Regions from separate parts of the Astyanax mexicanus genome. Here region 2 is linked to region 1. The links are chromatin contacts, called in public Hi-C maps. All regions are on one chromosome and are shown on one strand. The core of a region is the stretch at or near the end of the contact, and the rest is flanking DNA. Distances in the headings are between cores, read along the strand shown.

The links. A called contact is a pair of places that touch in the nucleus more often than the background predicts.
Region 2: a contact with region 1 is called in a Hi-C map of muscle, with 17 times the contacts expected there. The contact joins the enhancer-like site here to the promoter of leap2 in region 1. A contact is called at or near these places in 2 of 3 Hi-C or Micro-C datasets (both in muscle).

What each region holds. Positions count from the first base shown.
Region 1 is chr8:24,183,866-24,190,821 of AstMex3_surface, forward strand. It overlaps leap2 (liver-expressed antimicrobial peptide 2), which reads right to left and starts at 5,282. Exons shown (of 3, transcript XM_007248060.3): 1 at 5,035-5,282; 2 at 4,496-4,665; 3 at 2,291-3,506. The coding sequence starts at 5,184. The coding sequence ends at 3,467.
Region 2 is chr8:24,266,525-24,273,347 of AstMex3_surface, forward strand. It overlaps shroom4 (shroom family member 4), which reads left to right. Exons shown (of 10, transcript XM_022678404.2): 5 at 445-506; 6 at 724-1,386; 7 at 2,505-3,161; 8 at 3,269-3,407; 9 at 4,386-4,658; 10 at 6,185-6,823. The coding sequence ends at 6,493. Among protein-coding and RNA genes, the nearest start is that of cskmt, 13 kb to the right of the region's middle. Within about 2 kb of position 2,902, the one cell type or tissue checked has an H3K27ac peak away from gene starts, as active enhancers do.

The DNA.
Region 1 (6,956 bases), core at 4,032-6,531:
AAACTGTATAATACTACTGTTTTCTGCTGTTGCAATCTTGGATTTTAGACTCAAGGCTGTTTAGGGTCTCTGAACATTCTGAGTGAGAAATCTTCTTGAGAAGTTTTGTTGTGTTTTTTGCATGTTGTATTAACCTCACACTGAACCATAAGGTCCAAACAGCAATGCAAATAATAAATGTGTGCAATACTGTTGCACCCCTAGGAGCAATACATATAACAGTACATCTATATAAACCTACAAATGTATAATTTATTGCTAATGAATGTAGCTACAATGTGGGTGCACTTAAAAACAGGCAACTAGAAGATAAATGCAGTCTCCACTGCATGCTTGTGCATGGACAGCGAGTGTGCTGTTGGCATCCACAGTGATGGAGGGCCAAATATTCATCTTGCAGATGACAGAGAGACTACCATGAAAACGTTCAGTGGAATCATGCGACCTAAGTGCATTTCTGAATGTCCTGTGGGGTTTAATATGTTGGCTGCAGGTCACAATCCTTGATTTATAGGTCTCTGATCACTCATTCCTTCACAGTGTTGCACGCGCTTGGCTGACCCTTTGCAATCTGTAAATGGAACATGAAAAAGAGCAGGAAACTGAGAGCACTGTTTCTAGATCACTTCTGGAAATTTCGCACATTGTGACATTAGTGACCTGGACAGAGGGGAACTCAAATAATGCATGTACTCCCTGACTGCTTATGTAGTAAAGACTGTACTATATGGACACGAACCTTATTTTAAATTGGTTATGAAAAGGTAGAAATCGCCCAAAACGAGGCGGTACTGTGGATTGGTCTATTGATGGTCTACTCAGAGGCAGGACTGGCTGTCCAGAACAGTCACAGCTAGTGTTACAATGCTTAAATGTGCTGGAAACATTTTCCTCCTACTTGCCCTTTGGTGGGGCATCGCCTGATTGTCTTTATGAAGAAAGTGCCATTAGGTTTGCTACAGTGCCACAGGCTGTCAGTGTCTTAATGACTTAGCACACAGTGGACACAGATTTCTAAAGATGAATTTAAAACTTTCCACAAAAAAAAAACTTCTACATGAAAAGGTGCCTTTTGAACAAGGTGTTAGGCCAGTAGATAATACAGATATTTTTGTAAAAATGTAAGGAGCAGAAGTTAAAAGTCACCTGAAAAGTAATTTCTCCAGTAAAGTATGATAACCAAAATTTCTACTTAAGAAAAGTAACACAGTGTTTGTTCCGGACACCTCTGCTTTTAAAAAGGCACCTATAATGATGTACAGTCTATTTCTGAAGTTGTGTTGTTTCAGTGCAAACAAAAGAAATAAAACACCAACGCATTTGCAACTGCAACAACATTTAGGGATAAGCATTAAACAGACATGTAGAAGTGCCAGTATTTTGGGTCATGACTATGTGACCAGGCCAGCCAGCTTCACAGATGTTTTAATGTTAACAGAATTCCAGGTATTTTTCAAAATGATTCTATAGTACCACATGCCTGAGACCTAATGAAATCAGTAAAAGGTAAACAGTTAATCACAGTGGTTTGATGTGAAATGTGCCATTCTAGGGGAAAAAAAACTTTTAGAATGTTAATATGAACCAGATGTGTAAAATATATGATCATTACCGAAATTGTTGCCTGATGCTCAAAACATTGTTGGGATGTTTTAAGTGCAAATGCATTTTAGCCTAAAACATTTTTCTTAAAATACATTAATGGTGCAATATGCAGGGTGTTGAAAGACAAAATGGTTCCTAAATTTCCTAAAACATATATGCATATTTTATTTTTACTTCCTTTTACATATAAAGGCTAGACATGAAGATAATGAATTTGAATGGCAATGAAAACTTGCCAAGTGGTATCATCTTACATGTAAAATGTGATGTAAAATGAGGAGATTACTACAACTGCTTAATATATGTACGGTAATAGTTTTTTGTAGTCAATCCAATTAATGAATGTCAAGAGCTTTACCTACAGACATAATTGTTTCTGTGGTGAAATTGAATGATTCCAGTAGCAAATAATTTCGCATGTTTTCACAAACTTGAAATAAACAAGTAAATATGAACTAGAGAAAGTAAAAATGTCAAAAATAGGCTGACCTATTTATTATTATGACTTAAACTCAAAGACATAATATTGTTTGGCATTAACCACAAACAACAGATCCCTTAATTACTTCATCAGACTGGAGAACCAATAGACAACACTATGCTGATAGAATAAAACCACAGTAGTTTTACATCCAGTTCACAATGTTGAGATAAAGCTGGTCCATGATACATAATATACGCACAGTTTAAAAGTATAAAAGTGTTTTTATTTACTTAATACATATTCAAACAGCATGCACCATGCATAAAAGAAAAATCAATATACTAAGCACAAATACAGTACACACACACACACTTACATTTAATGATGACATCTCTTAACACCTGACTACAGTAACAGCATCAGCAGATTTCTCATTTTAAGAGCCTCCCAAATATATATGGGTCAAATCATTCAAAACAAGCAACACAAGGAAAATAATAAATATCTAGAACATACAAGGACACTTGGTAGTCCTGATTCAGTTTTGTGAGTCAAGACATATGACTATGGTCAGCTGTGTATTAGCAGTTACAAAAATAGATACAAAGTCTGAGAGTACCGGTACCTTGAAAATGTTAGAAAAAGACAACTGACATGATCAACAGAACATAAAAAAATAACATTAGCTTCCCTCAGTTGACAGAGGCTACCTTTGCACCTTGGATCACTCTTTTTCTTCCCTTTCTGCACCACAGTATCTCTAGTTCAATGACACTCGGGTTGAAACTCTGCACGATCTGCGGTTTCAACATTCTATTAGACCTACTTGCACAGCATCGAGACATGACATGATACAATACTGAGAAGCGCTCTTCTGGAAACAGACAGATTCTAAGCTTAAAGTGTATCCAGAGGCCTCTACAGTATTATTCCCACTACACCTCCATCACTAGCACCACCAAAAATCTTACATGTACACATGTATATGAGAGGATCTATTCATGGTCTGGAAAATTTTAGAAAATGTGTTATTAAATAGAAGATATTATAGAATAATAGTATAAATATATATACCATGCTTTGCACTTGAAGGTTATGAGGTTTATGTTGATACACTGGAGAGAGAGTTTACGTGTGAATATTATGAACTGATATGATTATAATTGGAGCGTAACATGCCCACCTACACAGCTTCAGCTCCAGACCACTCTATATTGCCCATAATTCGACACAAACATAGTGAGATCCTACTCTTAGCTTAGTTTAGGCGTAGCCTGTCTTTAAACACAACACATTGCACATTACATCACATTTTCCTCACATTGCTGACCGAATCAAGCCCTTTTTGTCTCCATGCACTGGGTAAATACAGGTTTCTGTGCAGGGGCTGGACAGTCATCCTCACTTGCGCAGGAGAAGAAGAAATCTTATCCCCTCTTAGGACTTAATCGGCTGACTGAAGGTACAATGTCCATTCCTGTAAAAAGAAAAATTAAAAAAGAAAATAAATCATAGTAATAATAATAATGAGCATCTGTTTAACAAAGCAAGTTTACACCAGACCAGAACTCAGGGCTATGTTCAGACTGCCAGTCCAGATTTTATTTTTGCATATCTAGAATGTTTTCGTATATATATATATATATATATATATATATATATATATATATATATATATATATATTTTTTTTTTTTTTTTTTTTTTTACATTTGAACAGCCAATCATGAACAAAAACGAAATCCAATTTGGATCCAAACCACATCAGGAGGTGATTTGAAAATGCAGTTACACTCAGATTTGCGTCTCAAACTGGAGGCTTGGGCCTTTTTTTTGGGTCACATTACAACAGACAACAACCTCATCAAACCCAGAGTGACAGAAGTGCAGGGGGATTAAAGAAGAGCACCAAAGGTTAGTTACTGATGCCAACCTCAAAAGACAGCAACACACATATGTATGCACATATATTTTTGAGGTCGGACACACAAATCTAATCTAATCTAATCTAATCACTGGCAAATATCAGTGCAGACAGACACGTGATTTGACAAAAAAAATTCTGCAGTCTAAACATTGCCCTGGAGATCCCAGCAGATCTACCCTTCCTGCGGACATCAGCCCCAACTGTATTCAGCCCCAACTAATTACCACAGTGCTTGATTAGTAGTGTGGTTCCGCAGTTAGAGCACTGAGCCTTCAACATCAAGGTTCTCAGAGTAAATTACTTCTACTTTTGGAAATATTACACAAACATAGCAATATTTATCATACTTTCGCTGGACACAAAGATGGAATGTGGCCTCCATCTTTAATCCATCTGTGGCCAGTGGCAGTGTGCCAAGCCCAGGTATCGAACCCACATCCCTGTCACCAATGAGCCAGTGCTCTAGCCAAAGAGCCACCACTGCCCCCAATTATGTGATGTATATTCACATAAAATAAAAAGATGTATAGCATCACTGTACCTGCACACGCCTGTGGAGCATTCGTAATTATTCTGGCAATAGGCTCCTTGGGGTTTAGTGCCCATGATCCTCCAAAGGGGCGTCATGCGGGCCAACCTCCTGTGTGACTTTGCAGCTCCCTGCACAGAATCTGACTTTCCATCTCTGTCTGGAACAGGACCTGGAGCCACCTGAAAAGCAAACCCACACACACAGGTTCAAGTTCAGCACACAAATCTACAGAAAAGAAAAAGTGACTGCATCATAAAATAAAGACTCATATATTTTTACAATACATAAGTAATAAACCTATATGGACTAGGTCCATGCATGAATTATGCCACAAGTTTCTAATAACTGAAAATTAATTGCTATACCCAGCCGTTAAACATTACCCAAAGATTTTTAATTCAACATGATCTTGGGAAAAATAAAAATTAATGACTGCAGCATACTTAAAATAAAGGACATTGCAATTACATATTGGCTTTACAATTAAAGGTCATGCCAGCTTAAAAATATAAAAAAATAATAAAAATAATAAAAAATAAAAGATTTACCTGCTGGACGACGACGAAAATCACCAGGCACCAAACTGTCACAGATATTCTTCTGAAGTGTCTTTGCTCCTGCATTCTGAAGGAATGAGTTTCACCACAATTTCTCTGAACTATCTCTGTAAACTCAGGCAGTAGAGACTCAGGAGGCATTACCTAGCTATCTACAGCCTTGTGTACTCTATAGTCAGCACCACAGACACATCCAATCTGCCTGTCTCCTTCACGTCCCCTATCTTCATTTCACCCGCTCTCTCTTGCTCCCTGCCTTTTTGTACCCAGTTGTGACATCATCTGTTTGCTTAATATTTGCAACAAGGATAAGCGTGCTCCTCTGGGGCCCTGGGTGAGAATGCAGTCAGGGTTAAGGGAAGCAGTAGCTAGGACCTGATAAGATATTATACGGCATCGCAAGATTATCAACAGGCCAAAGTTCATACGTTCATTTTAGTTTGATATAGTATGTAAACATGTTAAATATTTGAAATTAGTTATTAAAAGTAAATTTTAAATTGACTGTGTTTGAACACATAATTATATAAAGACAGGTCTAAAAGTTCAACCATATCCATATCTCCATAACTCCTCTAAATATGCTGCACTAAATATAATGCAACTTATGTCTTTTTTTGTTACATTATTTTATACAAAATCAAGTTTTTGTAAGTTACTAAGTTACTGTTTTCAAAATAGACAAACACAGATTTTTTTTGGTAACAATAATAATAAAAATAATAATAAAGGCATATTACTTAACAGTACTCCCAACAGAATGTCTAAACTAATTATTAATGAACAGTTATTATTATCAATGTAATTTAGACATTATTAATAATTAACATTATTATAATGTTTTAACTAGTTTAATGAATAATTAGTGGAGACATTACTTAACCATTAAATAATGTTTATTACTGTTATTTGTGCTTTTGTTTCTACTGAATGTAATAAAATGTAATACTTATTAGTTACTAATTTGCTACTTATACTTATTTTGTTACAATAGTATATTCTTAAAATTAATTCAATTATGTGTCGTATCGCTAAGAATATGGTTTTATATGGTATATATATGGTATATATATATCATCAGTTCAGCCAAATCTCGATGAGATTTGGCTGAACTGATGATTTAAATTTGTAAATGTAGGTGATGTTACAAATCTGTCCTTGAAATGGAACACTTGCAGACATTGTTTTATCGATGCACATTCTCGGTTGTTTTGCTGCATTGCCGGTCTTGTGCCAAATCTGTTTTACATCAAGGTAAAAAAAAAAAACGATTTGAGTCACTTTAGCATGTTAATGTGTACGTAGCTTTAGACCGATTTTTTGATTTGATTATCTATTAGTAACCAAAATTGCTTGAGTTTGCAGAAAGAAGTGAAGGGTTTGTGATATGGAGAAACTGCTGATAGAGGTAGAAATCAACAGAGCTTTTCAAGAAAATGTCAAGAAAATGAAATCTTCTTAAATAGAATCAGCCCCATATCACAAATCAAAATAATGTTCAAAATAATCCATATATTTATAATCTTGTTAGTTTGTAAAATGCCTGTAGTTCCTAAATGTTTTGTTATATACTGATGTCATTAAGAATTGATTTAAACATGTATATTTATGAATTGTTTTAATTTATTTGTCTTCACAATCTTGCTCCACTATTAGTCAGGACTAGTTCCTCCTAAATTCACTCTTAAAGATAAGGGAAATCTTTTATTTAATTCAAAATGTTCTTATCTCTAATTGTATACTTAGAGAGGTCACTAGACTTTCTCTTGCAGAACTGTTAGCAGCCTATGGGCTGAGTTTGCTCAAACTCAGGTTTTATTTGTTTAGTATTATATGTATTTATATATTATATATATAAATGCAAGTGGTATAGTACACTGAGACAAATATATAAAATGGGTAATTTCAAGGGT
Region 2 (6,823 bases), core at 1,652-4,151, 80 kb after region 1:
TGCTGTTTTATTATTCTTTGCTTTCAGTTCATGTCCTCCATTCTCTAAACATTTAGAGATACAATTTCATGATGACTTTGCAGATTTGGGTTCAAACTGATCCAGATAATCTATTTTTAGATATGCTCTGTCTGGGTAAGAATAAACAGTTGTGAGACATTTATTTCGTATTGTATTTGGGGGAAATTTAGCCTACACGGTATAGACTGAATCATGAGCATAATTTCACAACTGGAGTTGGATCTGCTGCTAGGTTTTAAAAATGCTTTGTTGAATGGTAATTTGACTGTGGCAGAAAGTAGTTAGGCCTAAGTACTTCCACCAGTACAACAAAGCTTTCCATAAAGCTCATTTTGGGCCTCAGGCACCACGGAAACTATAGCATCCGAACACTTTTCCTGTTCTAATTCCTGTTTTGAATCACTTGGCACATGTCTTCCACAGGCCTATCCTGTACGGGAGCTGGAACAAACAAAGCTCAACAGGAAGTTCAGTCTGACTGAGAGGTAAGTCCTTTGTTTAAAGGAATGTTCCCCTCAAAAATTTTCTTACCTTTCTTTATTGTATTTTATTTTTGGTGTGTGTAGTCTAGTTTGCTTTATTTTGCACTAGAGCTTTTAGGGAACAAAACTCAGAAATGAAATATTGTCTCAACAGAATGTTCTTTTTTATATCCTGCAACAGCATGACCCACACAGTTAATCATATTTTATTTCCCCACAGGGACTATCCCCACTACAGACGAGACTCCAGGCCAGTAGAGGTCACTGTGGCTCCAGGCTTCCAGAGCCAGTGGAATAATAATAACAGGCTACGTTTTAATAACAATGAGAACCAACCCTTCAGGTCATCACTACTCAGAAACCGTGCCATGTCAGAAAACGATCTACGTGTGCTGATTCCCTGCCTTCAAAGCCACCTAGCAGCTAATACCAACTCGGGCAGAATGTCTTCCACCCTCAGAGAACTGGACGAGAACATCCCCTCTGATAGCGAGGAAAAGAAGAAGAAAGGTCCTCCTCCTCCTCGTCCGCCACCTCCAAAGTGGGGGCAGTTTCACATGAGACGGGCCTCTCACCACAACCTCTTCTCCTCTCCACCTGCACCCTCCCCACCGCCGCAAACGTATACGTCACGCCCACCTCTCGTCACAGAATTGACACGGCAGAGGTCCTATAGCCTTCCTCCGAGGGATGGGATGGAGAACTGTCAGCAGTGCCACCAGGAATGCCCAGTTGCTCCACCCAGCCCTGCTTTCAGTCGCAGAGCTTTTAAACCGGTAGCTCCACCTCCAAAAGAGCAAGACGTGCCCCCGACTCACCACTACGATATGAATAGTGAGATAGACCCACCTCCAGCAGTGGCACAAGTCGAGCAGAGCACAAGGTAAGGATGCCTATAAATTCTCATATTACACTTCCATCATGATTAACTTAAATAAAGGTAAAGAGCTGGAATTAGTTCTGATTTGATTTATGGAGTACAGAGGAACATGTGAACAAACTGAGTGTGGAAAACAACTCCAGCAGATTTGACAAAAACAGCCCAACAAAAACAAAAGAGAGGGCCAGAAGGTAACATAGACTTGAGAGCACAAACTAAGTGATCCTGTGCAAGAGGCACTACAACAGCACCTTCATCTCACTTTACCACAATTCCCTGTGTTCATTACCTTGTGGATCTGTAGCCTTTATTTAAAGCGAAACATTGATGACAAAAATGAAAAGCTAAGCTAACTGGAGTTTGAGCCTAGACTTAAAAATGAGACTTATGTTCTGAACATTTTTTGGAAGGTTATTCCAGAGTTGACTAGGTTGACCAGAGCTTAAAATATGACGAGCTTGTAATCGAGATGTAATCGTAATAGCTCCTATTAGTAAATGAAGTAAAGCAAGTATTTAGCAATCATAAATATATAAAATCTTAGCCATAGATGCAGGAAACAGGAAGTTGGTGATAGAGGTAAAAAAAAAAATACAAATTCCACCTTAAAGCAATCGCAACAGGTCCTTATTCTGCTCAGAACCAATGCTTACTTTATTGTTTTTAGCATTTTAAGTAGCTGCTTTCTATTTCTTATTATTTCTCAGTTATTTCTGAAATAATTAAGAAATAAATGAGATTAAAGATTATACATCTTTACATGTAGATGCATAGAACCTGCCAGAGGTTAAAGAACTATTATGTAGCAGTGATTTGTCAGGCTTTTCCTTAACTGAAATAAAAATAAGTTATGTTTCCACCTTGTTTAATGTAAAGCTTGAAGGGAGCTGTTTGTTATTCCTTTAAAAACAGCTAAATTAAAGTTTATTTTATTATAGATTTATTGTGCTTGTTTTGACTACCTTGGAAATATATGTAAAATTAACATTAAATATTACTAATTTTGCACACTTACAAATATTTTTTTTACTGTTAAAACAGACAATATAGTAATATCACCCAGCCATACTTTCTATGCATTACCTCAATTGTCTCTATCATTCTGTACCTTTTTTTTTTAGATTGCCACACCCAACCTGGAGACTGCCTTCAGATCAGTACCAGCCACCTGTGGTCAAGCCTGTCTTCCATAAGCATAGAGCAGAATGGGACCTGACCAATCCTCATAATTCCTCACCAACCAATAGCACTAGCAGATCTTCAGGACCCAACCCATCTGAAAATGGCTCTTATCCTGGAGCTGTCCCTCCCGAGTCCTACTTCACAATGAACAACAACAACACCTACCAGCAGCACTTGCAGAATTGGCCACAACAAACAGGAGCAGTGTGTAAACATCTGGAACCATCTACCCAAACTCCACTTCCGATCCAGGAGCAGACCTTGCCCTTGGAGACGGACATCGATGAGGTCCATGAGGATGAGGGCACCTCAGTGGAGCAGCAGAGCCGAGAGGAGGGCGGGATGGAGATGCAGTGTTTTGCTCAGCCAGTGACTGTGCTGGAAACTGACATAGACACTGTAACTGAGGAGGAAGCTCCTCTGGCAGGGATGAGAAGAGGACAGAGAGTGTCCCTGGTGGACTCTTTCTTAGAGAAGGACTGTGAAAAGGCTGGGAAGGAGCTGATGGTGGAACTCTTCCCTCAGTGCACAGACACAGGGAGTGGAGGAGAGGGCTGGAGAGGAGGATACCCAGTCAATGTGGACACTCTAGAGAGGTAGGGTTTCATTTCTTTAAATAACCATTTTATAGGCATGATACTATGATAAAATTGTAGTATTTTATATGTCAAATTTCTTAATCCCTGCATGTTTATTGGCCTAGGTCTTCCAGACAGCTCTCCTCAACATCACATGCCTTAGCCTCCACTACCTACAGTGATTCCACCAGCAAAGCCCAGCTCTTTAACAAGATGAGCAACTTCTCCGAGGTGAAGGAGGGGGAGGAGGAGCTTAACTACAAGGTTTGTAGACTTTTCAACTAATAATATATTAGTTCAGTCTGAAGGAATAAGTGTGCTGGACTAGTTTAAATAAAACACTTAGGCTCAGTTTCTCAGACAGGGATTAAATTTAGTTGTAGACTATGTTTTTCTTTAATGGATAATCTCTGTTTCAATTGCTGTCTATTCCTAGACTAGGCCCCCTATTTACCTACATAGATGAGCTACACTATATCTATATGTATCTATATCTATAACACCTATAACCCCTTCTAATGGATGTATAAATCTATTTAATTGATCAAGAACATTTCAAAATTCACACGCACAGTTGGTATGTTCTTTAAGAACGCTACTGCCAAAGGAATAGGACACCTATTGGCAACATGTCTCATGCCAGATATGGAGTAGACAGCTATAAATCCTCCAGAATTGAGCCGTGGATCAGTAAACTGTTTTTTTTCTGGAATGATGATGGTGCTCTGTCCAATACTTTTGGGATGAATTGAGATAGAGATCATTTAACATCCTGACCTCTTTAATGTTCTTGTTCTCACAGCAATGCTCCAAAATCTAGTAAAAACTTATCTTAGGACTTAAAAGCAGGATACACTCATTTTTAATACCCTTAATTTGTGAAGAAACAATGAATGAATGATCAGTTGTTCAAATAAACACACAGTGATAAAGTAAGAGCACATGCCCGGAGTGGTGGGCAGCCATAGCTGCAGTGTGGGTTAAGGACCTTGCTCAAGGGCCTTAGCAACGATGGCTTGCTGCTCTAACTGATGCCAATTAAATGAGATAGAAACCTACAGTATATATTAGCCAGAATTAGACACATTGCCACAAAGCCTACACCTCTACCCTATATATAATTGATATCAGTATAAATCTCTGTTTTCATTGAGGGTCTTGACTTGACTGATCTGTTTACATCTGAATGTTCTTTCAAAGATTCTGACTTTTCTGTGCTTTATGTGTTTCTACTGTTTGCAGAAACAGTTAATAGAGAGTCTGCGTAAGAAGCTGGGTGTATTACATGACGCTCAGAGGGGTCTGCAGGAGGACATCAGGGCCAACGCTCAGCTGGGTGAGGAGGTGGAAAGCCTGGTGCTGGCTGTCTGCAAGCCTAACGAGGTGGACAAGTACCGCATGTTTATTGGGGACCTGGACAAGGTGACGAGTCTGCTGTTGTCCCTCTCTGGACGGCTGCTCAGAGTGGAGAGTGCCCTGGATTGCCTGGATCCGGAGTCTGGACACACTGAGAGGGTGAGCAAAAAGTGTACTTTTCTGGGTGTGAAATGTACCTTAATCAGAATTATAGTTATAACAGTTTCTAGACCTTCTATAGATTATGTGCAAAACATGTTCATACTAAGTCTTTTTTCTGTTCTATTTAACCAGCAGTTTTACTTTATTTATTTGAATGAATCCATATATATTTCATATAAAAATGTTAAAATTAAATGATACTAAAAGTTAGGACTGCATATACAGTGATAAAGTGATTGGAGTCGCAATAGTGTGTGTCACAAAGGCTTCACTGTGGCTAAAGCTTAATTCCCTGTCTGGGCATCTCACTGCACCAATAAGAGTACTAATAGGAAAAATTACTTTTTTTTTTAGTAATATGTTTCAAAATATGAAACATATATTATATAGATATATTAAACACAATAATTTATTTTAATCACCGATTGTGGAAACTTCACACTAGACCTCAAACAGCATGGACTGAGTGCTTCTCCACTCTTCCTCCAGTATCTGCTCCCTTGATTTCCAAATTAAATGCAAAATTTACTGATGTTCAATGATGTTTGGAGAGCCATTTCATCTGCTGGTGTTGATCCACTGTGTTACATCAAGTCAAAAAGGGATGCTTCCCTCTGCTGACAACTTTTATGGAGATGCGGATTTCATTTTCCAGCAGGATTTGGCACACTGCCTACACTGCCAAAAGTACCAATTGGTTTTATATAATATTCAAATTTTCTGAGACACTGATTTTTGGGTTAATAAGATTAACATTAGATTATTTGTCTCTCTAACTATCATGATATTATGCAATATTTTATTCTTGTATACACTCTGTGCTCCATTTATGGGATATTTCTGTGTATGAGAAGCGCAATTGTACTGTAGCATACACTGTTGAATAGACATATGAAAAACACTTATCTCCAAAACAGCAACTTTACAGGAGAGAGAACAAACTTGTATACTTTCAAAGGAAGTCAATGTAAAAAGAGTTTATTTCAGGTCATTTTGAAGAGTTTCTATTGGTCCGTTCTTTAAGAAATTATAGCACAGTGTAAGGGACATTAGGATTTATGCAAACACTTTTTTTTGTTACATTTTTTAGATGCTTTGGTTCAAAGCAACTTACAATAATGATGTACATTTAGTAATAGAAGACAAAGAAATTCACTGCAACAAATTTAAGACAGAGGAGGAAATAAGAGAGAAGAAGCGAAGAAGGTTAGAAGTAGTTAGTGTGTTAGAGGTGTAGAGAGAGTAAGTGCTTTTTGAAGAGCTCTGTCTTCAGGAGTTTCTTAACGATATTGAGGGACACTCCTGATCTGGTAGTTTGAAGGTAGAAGGTAGTTTGTTCCACCATTGAGGAACTTCTTACCTGTAGAAATTCTCCAAGAGATCAGTTTAGAACTGATATGGACATCATGTATTACAGTGTTTTTTTTTTTATTATTGACAATGTCCATTGCAATGATTTACCCACTATCTGTGGTCACTTTAGCTTTCGGTCACGGTTCTCTCTGTCTGTTGTGATCCTCTAGCTCCCCCTGCTGGAGAAGAAGAAGCAGCTTCTAGCGCAGCTGGCTGAGGCTCAGGAGCTGAAGGAGCATGTGGACAGGAGGGAGCAGGCCGTGGGCAGAGTGCTGGGCCGCTGCCTGACCCCTGAACAGCTGCGTGACTACAGCCATTTCGTGAAGATGAAGGCGGCGCTGCTGGTGGAGCAGAGGCAGCTGGATGATAAGATTCGTCTGGGAGAGGAGCAGCTCCGGGGCCTGCGGGAGAGCCTGGGCATGGGCATGGGCCTGGGCCTGGGGCTAGGTCTGGGAGTTGGACTGGGATATGGGCATTAGGAAGAGGAAGAGGAAGTGGGGGGGAGGGTACATGCATATAAGCATCAGGTGTCTGAATGATACAGAGCCTTGTGTTTGGACTTTATGAAGAACTTGAGAACTTGTAATAATGCACACAACTTCTTAAGAAGCACAGACTTGCAGACACTACAGCGAACTCTTCAACAGTAGTTTAATGAATGCTTGGTGCCAACATTTCACCCACTCAGCCACGTTTTCGCACTGCAGCGGCACTACTTGAAACCGTGTGTTGAGAATTCAACCACGTTTAGCAGGAAAACGACATCCAAACACTAAAAAACGTCTAACTAAAGCCACATCACAACCCTG